Linked DNA regions of Mus musculus: region 2 is linked to region 1. A link is a contact called in public promoter capture Hi-C data. All regions are on one chromosome and are shown on one strand. The core of a region is the stretch at or near the end of the contact, and the rest is flanking DNA. Distances in the headings are between cores, read along the strand shown.

The links. Promoter capture Hi-C pulls out the DNA fragments that hold promoters and counts their contacts.
Region 2: a contact with region 1 is called in a promoter capture Hi-C map of pre-B cells, with 2.4 times the contacts expected there. The contact joins the promoter of Dkc1 here to the promoter of Haus7 in region 1. A contact is called at or near these places in 2 of 39 promoter capture datasets (erythroid cells and pre-B cells) and 2 of 9 other capture datasets (adipose tissue and liver).

What each region holds. Positions count from the first base shown.
Region 1 is chrX:73,455,863-73,461,015 of GRCm38.p6, forward strand. Haus7 (HAUS augmin-like complex, subunit 7) reads right to left here and starts at 3,167. Exons shown (of 10, transcript NM_028633.3): 1 at 2,973-3,167; 2 at 2,112-2,227. The coding sequence starts at 3,077.
Region 2 is chrX:75,093,499-75,098,651 of GRCm38.p6, forward strand. Dkc1 (dyskeratosis congenita 1, dyskerin) reads left to right here and starts at 2,356. Exons shown (of 15, transcript NM_001030307.2): 1 at 2,356-2,629; 2 at 3,336-3,403; 3 at 3,785-3,871; 4 at 4,964-5,055. The coding sequence starts at 2,614.

The DNA.
Region 1 (5,153 bases), core at 1,917-4,416:
CTTTGAATCCTAAGATTATGTTATTTATTGGAAAAAAAACTGTTTCTAGTTGTGGTGTAGCTCAGACTTAGCACACACTTTTAATCCCTCTGACTAGAATACAGACATGCACTTAGCACACACCTTTAATCCCAAACAATGAAGACAAAATTAGTTTGTAGAAGGAAGCAGCCATGTTTGAAAGTGAGGGCTAATTGAGTGGCAGACAAAGTGATGAATCAGAAAGACTGACAGAATAGGATCTGCCCGACTCTCACAAGGAAAGGAAAGGGAAGCTACTTAAGAAAGGGCTCCTTGACAGGCAGTGGTGGTGCACGCCTTTAATCCCAGCACTTGGGAGGCAGAGGCAGGCGGATTGAGAAACCCTGTCTTGAAAAACCAAAAAAGAAAAAGAAGAAAAAGAAGAAGAAGAAGAAGAAGAAGAAGAAGAGGAGGAGGAGGAGGAGGAGGAGGAGGAGGAGGAGGAGGAGGAGGAGGAGGAGGAAGAGGAGGAGGAGGAGGAGGAGGAGGAAGCGGAAGAAGAAGAAGAAGAAGAAGAAGAAGAAGAAGAAGAAGAAGAAGTAGTAGTAGTAGTAGTAGTAGTAGTAGTAGTAGTAGTAGTAGTAGTAGTAGTAGTAGAAGAAGAAGAAGAAAAGACGAGACGAGACAAGACAGCATGTTCAGAGAGAGGAGGCAGTTTTCCTGGACAGTTGTACAGAGACAGGTTGCAGAGAGCAAGCTAGGCACAGGTGAAGACAGAATGAGCCAGAGAATAAAAAGGAGCCAGACAATTAGAACAGATTGCCAACAGATTGTTAGTTTGAGGCCAAGCAGAACAATTCAGGAGAGGCTGTGAGGAAGAAGCCAGGCTGAATCGGTCAGATTAGAGAGGAGTTTGATCCAGAACAGCTGAGTGGATCCAGCCAGCTACAGCTCAGTAAGAACAAGAAAGGGTGAGCTCATTCAGCAGTCAGTCTCAGAGGCTGAAACCAGGCTAGGCCTAGATAAGATTGCACGGAGGCTGTGAACTTTCTGTAGGGATGACCTTAACACAGAAGCCTTGAATCCTAAGCATACAGAGGGTCCTGTGTTTTCTAATGCTGGTCTCTGAAAGCCTTGAGTCTTAGACCCACTCTTCCCTTAAAGGAATCTGAGGGAGGTAAATCTCAAGACCCCCATTGTTATGGTCTGATCTTCATACTAATAAAACTCAATGGGTGGAATAATAAGAAAAAAAGATTGTATGGAGGCTAGAAGCTTCCAGTACTAGGCCTAGGTTAGCAGACGGAGGAAGTAAGCCCATGAGATGACAATTACATCAGGTAAATAATAGTTACTTTTACAGAGAGATGAACCCATATATAGGCTCCCAGTCTTATTTTTAAAGAAGGTTTATTGCTACACCACCCATTCATTCCTGTACATGCTGCCTGCCTATGCTGCTGTTGTGCTACCCTGGCAAGACTGAGTTGGAACAGTAGCTGTCCCTTCATATAAAATGCCTTGCTGAGCTCTATTTTAAGACACTAGAAGGCCCCTATAGTAAAAGAAGCTCTGATGACTTGGCTGTGCAGCCCTGGCCTTCAGGGTTAAGCACACAGATAAGCTCAACAATGAGGCTCTCGAGTAAGCATCTGGCCTTGAGAGCTCCTAGCTGGACAGAACTGGTTCCACAGAAAACTGCAAGGAAAAACTCCAACAACTTCCATTCCACTGAAAAGGCCTAGGCTGTCCTAGAAGCACTGCCCTCAGGATGGACTAAGAAAAACCTCTGTTCTTTGCAAGTTGGGGTAGAAAAGAAGGGAAACAATCTAGAAGGCCCGTTTCTGTCACTGGGTTTCTGGGCAACGTCCCTCTCTGATCATCAGGTGCTGTCCAAGCTGACAGTAATCAGAGCTCAGTGACAAGAACCACATCATATAGCCTCAACACAATCAAAAGCCCAGGAGGCCTGGTGCAGAAAGGGCTTTCATTAAAGTCCATCTTGTACTGCCAGGGCCACCTCCCCACCATCTTGGTCATGGCTCAGTTAGCTTTCCTGGAGCTGGCTTGGTTATGGGACCCTCTAAAATGACACATTCCCATCTCCCCCAGAAGACACTTCATGGAAAGGAAAGAACAAAGAGCATTACCGTATACACATCCATTCCAGTATGTCCAACCGGTACTTTGAGGGCCTACACAGCAGCTCCATAATTGTCTTTGGTTCTGTAATATACAGGCCGTCGAGGAAGGGGCAGTTTACACCCTAAACAAGGAAAAGGCAAGTCAGAGGAAGCCGGTTACTGTGGGGTGGCTAAGCATTTCTATCAGTTTGTGCCCCTTCCTGGCCTTGTCAAAAGTTCAAGTCCCTCATCTTCACCCTACATTTGCTCCTGTGACTTGCTGCCCCACCACTTTTAAGTGTGTTCCCTCTGGGTTTCACGGCCATAAAACTAGGAACATGCCTGAGAATGGGTTAAGAAGACTACGATTAAATCTGAGGGGCAGTGGAGGGAGACTGAAAGTGATCACTGAGTCAGTAGCAAGGGGAGATGGGAGGGAGGTTAGCAAGGGGTTCAATGGGCCTGGGATAGCTCCCTAACTTTACACGGTCATGCTCCTCACTGCTGCATGTACCTTAAACCCACCTGGAGGTCACTGTCTCTGACCCAACAAAACGGCAAGGTGTTCAGCCCATCTGTCCCCTCAAACCCAACTCCACCCACTTCCAGCTCTTTGAGATTGGGGCCCGCGTTCTCCATTTTTCATGGGCTCCAAGTCCCCAGCCTCAATCTTGCAATGGTCTGTTGGAACAGCACGAGCAGAGGTCCGAGGACTCCAAAGACCTAAGACAGATGGTCCGCAAGTCGCCCCCCCCCCCAAAGCTTTGCCAGGGCCTGCCACTGTGGACCCCTGTGGTGCGGTCAATGTCCACAGGAAGCTCCAAATGGCACTGGGACGGGGCCCCACCTGGTCCCCTATCAAGGAGCGGTTCCCCTGGCTCACAGTACCTTCAGCTTCTCGAACACCTCTACAGCTGCCTTGACCACGCAGTCATCACCCACATCTTTGTAGTAGCTGTCATCAGACCCGGCACCGGCACCCTCCTCCGCCATGTTTCGCGCTCTGAACTACAACTGGTTCACGCCCCCCAAGCTTACAGGCCGCCGCCACACTGCTAAAAGCTCACCAGTTTCTTAGGTCTCTCCGCCCACCAACCCGCGCGGCAGGAGCGAAGCCAACCATCGGGACGGGCGTCACAAAGGCCCACCCTCTTTTCCAACAAGCCTTCCCATTGGGCTGCCGCTCTGTCACTGCCTGCGCGCACCTCAGGGAGCAGGGTGCAGAGAAGAGGGTTGGGCGAGGATAGGACAGAGGCGGGCTAAAGGCGGGGCTGGAGGGGAGAGGCAGAGAGGAGGAGGCGGGCCGAGTAGGACTTAACCAAAAGCTGAGTAGCTCCTTTTAGAGGCAGAAGTGAGGGACTCAAAGAGGTCGGGCTCATCCAGGAGGAGGCGCTCCTACCTTGTTCAGGTTCTCTTTGGCAGTAGATGGATCCTGACTGATGAAGGCAAGCTTTGATAGAAAAACTAAGACCATTTCTCGGCCCAAAGTTCTGTCTTGTCTCCTTTGCACACAAAGTCAGAGGGAAAGTTCTTAAATTCAAATCTGGCTCTGCCAATCACAGGCTGTGTGACTTTTGTTTTGGTTTGTGTGGTCTGTTTTGTTTGGAGAACTTTGAACCAGGATTTGGCTTTGTAGCCCAGACTGACTTCAAACTTGTGATCCTCCTGCCTCAGCCTTCAATGCACTGTGATAACAGGTAAGCATTACCACACCCAGAAAACTTTGGGCCAGTTACCTAACCTCTCTGTGCTTCCTTGCCCTCAAATAAATGTTGGATAATGAGAGCACCTACTTCATTGGTTTACAAATGAAGATGAAAAGAAGCAATCATTTCTATGAAATTCCTAAGGTGAAGTCTGACAGGTAAATGTTCATTGTTATCATTATGCTGACCAGGCCCCACATCTCCATCCTACCTTTGGCTTTCATGGATGCTCTTGTGTCTCATTCCCACTCAGTCCGCTTAAAAATCTCTCTGTAGCCGGTTGTGGCGGCACACGCCTGTAATCCCAGCACTTGGGAGGCAGAGGCAGGCGGATTTCTGAGTTTGAGACCAGCCTGGTCTACAGAGTGAGTTCCAGGACAGCCAGGGCTACACAGAGAAACCCAAGAAACCCTGTCTCAAAAAAAAAAAAAAAAAACTCTGTATCTCAGATTCAGTGAGAGGCCCTGTTTCAAAAAGTAAGATGTCTCAGCCATTAAGAAATCTTAATGGCTGGTGCTCTTGCAGAAGACCCAGGTTTAGTTCCCAGTACCCATGTGGCAGGTCACAACCAGCTATAACTCCTGTTCCAGAAGACCCAAAGCCCTCTTCTAAACTCCTTGAACACAGCATGCATATGGTGCATAGACATAAATGCAAATAAAGACGCATGCACATAAAAATAAATATTTAAAAATAATGTAGAGAACAACTGAAAAAGATACCCAACAATGACCTTTGGCCTGTATACTCTCACATACTCTTCCCATATATATGTGTGGGAACGCGCACACACACACACACACACACACACACACATAGGGAGAGTTGTTGCTAGCAGGCAACTGAAGTCCTCTAACTGGAGAGGTCTCTCAGTGGAATCCTGGAAGGAGGGAGTAGGCAAGAGCTTGGGGGTAACAGGAAAGGGCCCTCAGACTGGCCCTGCTGAGGAGCCAGGGCCTAATTCCTTATAATATCAAGCTCTTCAGAGCCTCCCAATTTCAGCTGAAAAAAATCTGAGTAGAGGAAGGCCTAGAAACTTGGTTCAGGGGCTCCATTCTTTGCAAAGTATTTAGTATTTCTATCCTCCACAAGGTTGCTGCGACCTCGGACCTTTTCTGGAATACAAGGGGAGAAGGGGCTTTTGGTTGCTTGTTTTCCATTTTACTTTCTGTTTGGTCAAGTTTTACTTTTTCCTGCCATTTTCTGTTTTTGTTTTTTCTTCCTTTAAAAAAAGAAGAAAATTTCATTTCAATCATGACCCAGACATTCAAATTCTTGTGGGTTTTTCCTGTGGATCTTTCCTAGGACTGGGGAATTTGGCGGGAGAAACCGCTGTAGTGTGGCTGCCTCCCTCCACCCTTCC
Region 2 (5,153 bases), core at 1,106-3,605, 1.6 Mb after region 1:
TTTGTAGACCAGGCTGGCCTTGAACTCAGAAATCCGCCTGCCTCTGCCTCCCGAGTGCTGGGATTAAAGGGGTGTGCCACCACGCCCCGCTCAAATCAGGATTTTTGTATGTAGTCCTGGCTGTCCTGGAACTAGCTCTATAGACCAGTCTGGCCTTGAACTCAAGCTCTGCCTGCCTTTTGGATTAAAGGCATTCATCACTAAACTAGGCTAAAACACTTTCTTAAATCAATGCTTATTGCTGGGCAGTGGTGACACATGCCTTTAATCCCATATATATGGGATTATATATATATATGTATATATATATATATATATATATATAGTAGAATTTTATTCAGCCTTAAGGAAGGATGAAATGGAATTGAGCCATTAGCAGGAAAATTGATGAAACTAGAGAGCATCAGGTGTTAAGATACTTTTCTTGGCACACAGATAGGATGAGGGTCCATGACTAGCAACAAAAGTGTTAAATTTCCAAGATGGCTTGTTTTCTTCCTCACACTCCTGATTTGAGACAAAGGCCTAGCAGTATAAAACAAAAGCCCTGTAAGCCTTTGTCTTCCACCTGTGAGACCCTGCTGGTGAACTAGCTCAACAAATTCAAGGCTGGTTCAGGGCTTGCTACAAAACAGTAGGCTAATCAACCACTCTATCTTTCTTCAAACTGACCAACCCTAAATTAGGAGAGGGAAACTTCAGAGACTTAAATCCCTAATCTTTGAGAAGAGACTGGATTTTTTGTTTTCCTGTGCAGAGACACACATTTACAAACTCTTAAGATTGTTTTCAAACACATTTTTTTTTCTCCTGCAGCTTCTAGGTTTTTAAATTGTGTCCTGGGGCAAAGCAGAGGTTAACTCTTGGCTTAAGAAAATCTGTCTGAGGGGAATGAACTTTTCTTTCTTTGCTCTCATCCATCACTCACTCACTCACTCACTCACTCACTCACTCACACTTCACTGTTGAACCTTATCATCAACCCTTAAAAAGTATTTTAAGCATAAACAGGACCTAAGTTTAATGATACTTTCAGGCTGCTTATTAAGACAATCTAGGGAAAGTAGAAAAAGTTGGGACTTCAGGAAGCTACTGGAGAAATAGAGACATTATAATGATGGTTAGAGAAGTAAGAGTGAAGAAAAATCCACGGGTTCTGGAACTCTCCGAAAGCAAAATCTCTCCAAAAAGATTTGAGCATAGAGATACAGGACAAAGATGAAGGCACTGGACAAATGGCAAATGAGTACTTCAGATTTACTCACCCTATTAATTATCACTGGAGCATTATAAAATAACATTTAATTCTAAGGGTCTTATCTGTTAATAGTCAATTCTGATCATTACCACTATTAGCAAAATGAATTCCATAAAGACATAAAAACCCATTGTAAGTCATAGTAAAAAAGAAAAAAAAAACAGAAAAAAAAACTGAAAAAATCTGATTTTAGCATTGTAGATCAGAAGAAAAAGAATACTATTTTTTTTTTTTTTGTCAGCAACAACTAACTGGAAAACTATTGGCAAATGATTCCATCTACAATGAAGATAACTAATGATCTATCAAATTCACTAGATATGGGTTATGAATCCAGAAAGCCAAAAGAATCTACAGAGGTAGAATAGGAAACAGGGTGAAGGAGGATATTCCAGAGATCTTATCTCAAAGGCAGTAGCTCGGATTAACAGCCAGAAGACTCTACCCGACAAAAGTCAGGGCTCAATCCTAGAGCTGTTACTTTCTGGCTGTTACATTATCTCAGCCACTAGAGCTCTGCACTTGATGTCCAGGCTGTGGAATTCGAACTTAAGTGTACAGGTTAAGTGTGAAACACACTGGAAAAAAACTTCATACAGAAAAAAGCAAAACATTACACACTGCTGCATATTGCTTCCGTATTAAAATAACATGCCAGATCCGCAGGGTTATGTAAAATTAACTACCAGAATCACTTTCAACCTTTTTAGTTTGATGTAGCTGCTAGAAAATTTAAAAGTTTACACGAGGCTTGCACTCAATTCCTATTGGCCAATACAGCCATAACTTAATAGGAATTTCAAGGAGTAAACAGCTTTCACTTTGACACTGTGTACCTCAATGTCTTTTTCAATTGAAACTGACATGATAGCAAGCAAAAAAATGTCTGTTTGAGTTAAAACCAGCTATTTATAGCGCGCTAAGAAGGATGTCCAAGTGCTGAAGCTGAAGCTAGACTGGAGGAGGGTACAGTACAGCCCACCCGCTGTAGTCTGTTACTGCAGAAGCCTGGCCAAGGTTCCAAGGCGCTCTGCCAAGGGTTGGCAGTGTGGGGTTGGGGTGGGGAGGAGTGAGGGGGAGCTTCCAGGCGCATGTGCGGTCACACCTCCGTGGCCGAATCAGCCAATGGGATTGAGTAGACAGTCCGCGGGTTCGTAGAGATTCCTGCCCCCGTACCCCGTCCTGTCCTCCTCCTCCTCCTCCTCTTCTCTACGTCCCTTTTTTATATCAGCAAGCTAGGGGCGGTGCAACGGTGGGCGGGTCCTAATGACGTGCCCGGACGGGTCTCACACCATAGGAGTCTACAGTTCTTAGTTTGTGGCGGCTTGGGCGGGACGCACGCGGTGCAGTTCAAGATGGCGGATGCAGAAGGTAAGAGGTTCTGGTGGCAGTGCCATGAGACCTGTGGGGCCTCCTACACGACCCGGAGCTAGTTATAGTGAGATTGCATCGTGACCCGCGGTTCCCCGTGTTCCCGCTCGCAGTTTGGCTGTCTCACCACTCGGCTCTGGCTCTACCTGTGAATGCACGCATTCGTGACCAGTGACTAGGCTTCATTAGATCCTGGCTTCGTGCAAAAGATTCTACCAGGGTCCCCTCCCAAAGGCATCAGCCGTGGAGGCGACTGTGTCGTGATAAGGAGACGCGGTAGCATTTCTGCTGGCACTAGGCAGGACATTATGGAAATGAGGGTAGCAAAGGTGCAGAGCAAGGGTTAGGAAGGAAAGGAACAGAGGAGTTGGAAGCAAGTGTAACTCAGACCTACAAGAAAAACTTTAAGAGATCACAAGCCCCTATGGACAGTGCAGTGTTCGTTTGTGAAACTTTCCAGCCTGTGGACAAGTGCTTCCCTAAGTAATATTTGGCCTTGCCACAGCCACGTGGAGAACCCGAAGGGAAGCCAACACGTGCTAGAGTCATTTACCAGCCAAGCCATCCTAGTGTTTGGCCTCACAAACGTAAGTTCTCTCCAGTAATGTCAGACTTTAAAATGTTTTCTTTGTCCCGATTTTAGAGTTAATTTTAAACTTTGGTTTTAGTTTTCAAAATCTTCAAATATTGAGTTTGTTTCTTGTAGTAATTACATTCCCAAAGAAGCATAAGAAGAAAAAAGACCGGAAGCCATTACAAGAAGATGATGTTGCCGTGAGTAGAAATTTACTTTGCTTCGACTGATTGAGATAATTTAGTAAACAGCACATTAAAGGGGGAAAGTGCTTTTAAATATTCTCAATCAATATGCTAGTACTTAGTGGTCATTATGTAGAACGGGCAAAAACCTGAAATCATACAACTCCCAGAGAAATTTTCTAACATGCATGGCATGCTAAATGGTGAGCTATTGACCCTGAATTTCTCTGCCTTACTCCATCAGCAGACCCATGGTTTTGTTAAAATATTTGGATTCAACTTGATCTTCCTAAAGTTGAGTGACCTGGGTTTCAGAAATCACACCCCTCCTTTCCTCTTGTTTAAAAGGCATGCACTTCCAAAATTAAGCTGAGAAATGTTTCTGCTCTATTGAAGGAAATACAACATGCTGAAGAATTTCTTATCAAACCAGAATCTAAAGTGGCTCAATTAGACACTTCTCAGTGGCCCTTGTTACTAAAGGTATGTTTTCTGTGTATCAGATGGATGCTTGAATTCCATATTATTTCTAGTTAATGCTTACTGCTGGGGTGTTGTGTTGCATGCTCTTTATTCCAGTGGGCCAGGCAAGCCTAGTTTACATAAAGAGACCCTGTCTCAAAAAAGGAATGCTCACTGCCAGCATAGTTTACATTTAGAAAACTTTAAATGATGTAGCATGGAATATAGTATGTCACCAAAATGTCAATTGCTGTTAGGTTTTAGACAATTGCACTTTTGAAATCAACTCCTGTAGACTGTTTCAGTGCCTAAGAACATGGGGTTTTGAAGCCAGACGCCTTTGAAATAAGAGTATATGTGATCCTAGGCCACTTTTTTTTTTAACAATTATTTCTTTTATGTGAGTATATTGTAACTGTCTTCAGACACACCAGAAGAGGAGGGCATTGGATCCCATTACAGATGGTTGTGAGCCACCATGTGGTTGCTGGGAATTGAACTCGGGACCTCTGGAAGAACAGTCAGTACTCTTAACTGTTGAGCCATCTCCCCAGCCATGGGCCAGTCTTTTAACCTCACTGAATCTATTAATTGCTCATGATTATTTTCTCTTAGGATGATGTGCAGGGAGTTATAGGAGGTATTCTATGAAGCATGCTTAGTTTACGGTTGCATGTCATAGAAATTATAGGTTATTATTTAGGGATTTAATTAGTGATATTGAGTAACCCATTGAACTAAAATTTATAATTTTCACAAAGTGGATACCAGCTATAAAGTTAAGACATCTAGCAAAGAAGATTTTAAAATATAAATTTAATATAAATTTTTATTTCATCGATTACAGTGTGTGGGTGGGATGTTGGGGGTGCATGCTCCACATGGCATACGTGTAGAAGTCAAAAGATAACTTGCAAAGTTTGTTCTCAAGTGTCGTGAGTTACTAGTATTGCAGTTTTCCCTAGTATGTAGGAAGGCTTAGTAGTGTGTCATTAATAATGGGAACAACATACATTTATGGGCTTGAAGGGCTACAGTGGTTGGTGGTGTTATTTACTGACTCTTGTTTTACTTCTATTGATATGTTATTAAACTTATGTTATTGCTTTCTAGAATTTTGATAAGCTAAATGTAAGGACAGCACACTATACACCTCTTCCTTGTGGTTCAAATCCTCTGAAGAGGGAGATTGGGGACTATATCAGGTAGGCATGCTCTGTCCAAACTTAAAGTCTTTTGAAACTGATGCTCTCACTGAATTTATTTGTTATTCAAGGGAGTAGTAGTGGCAGCTTAGAACAGC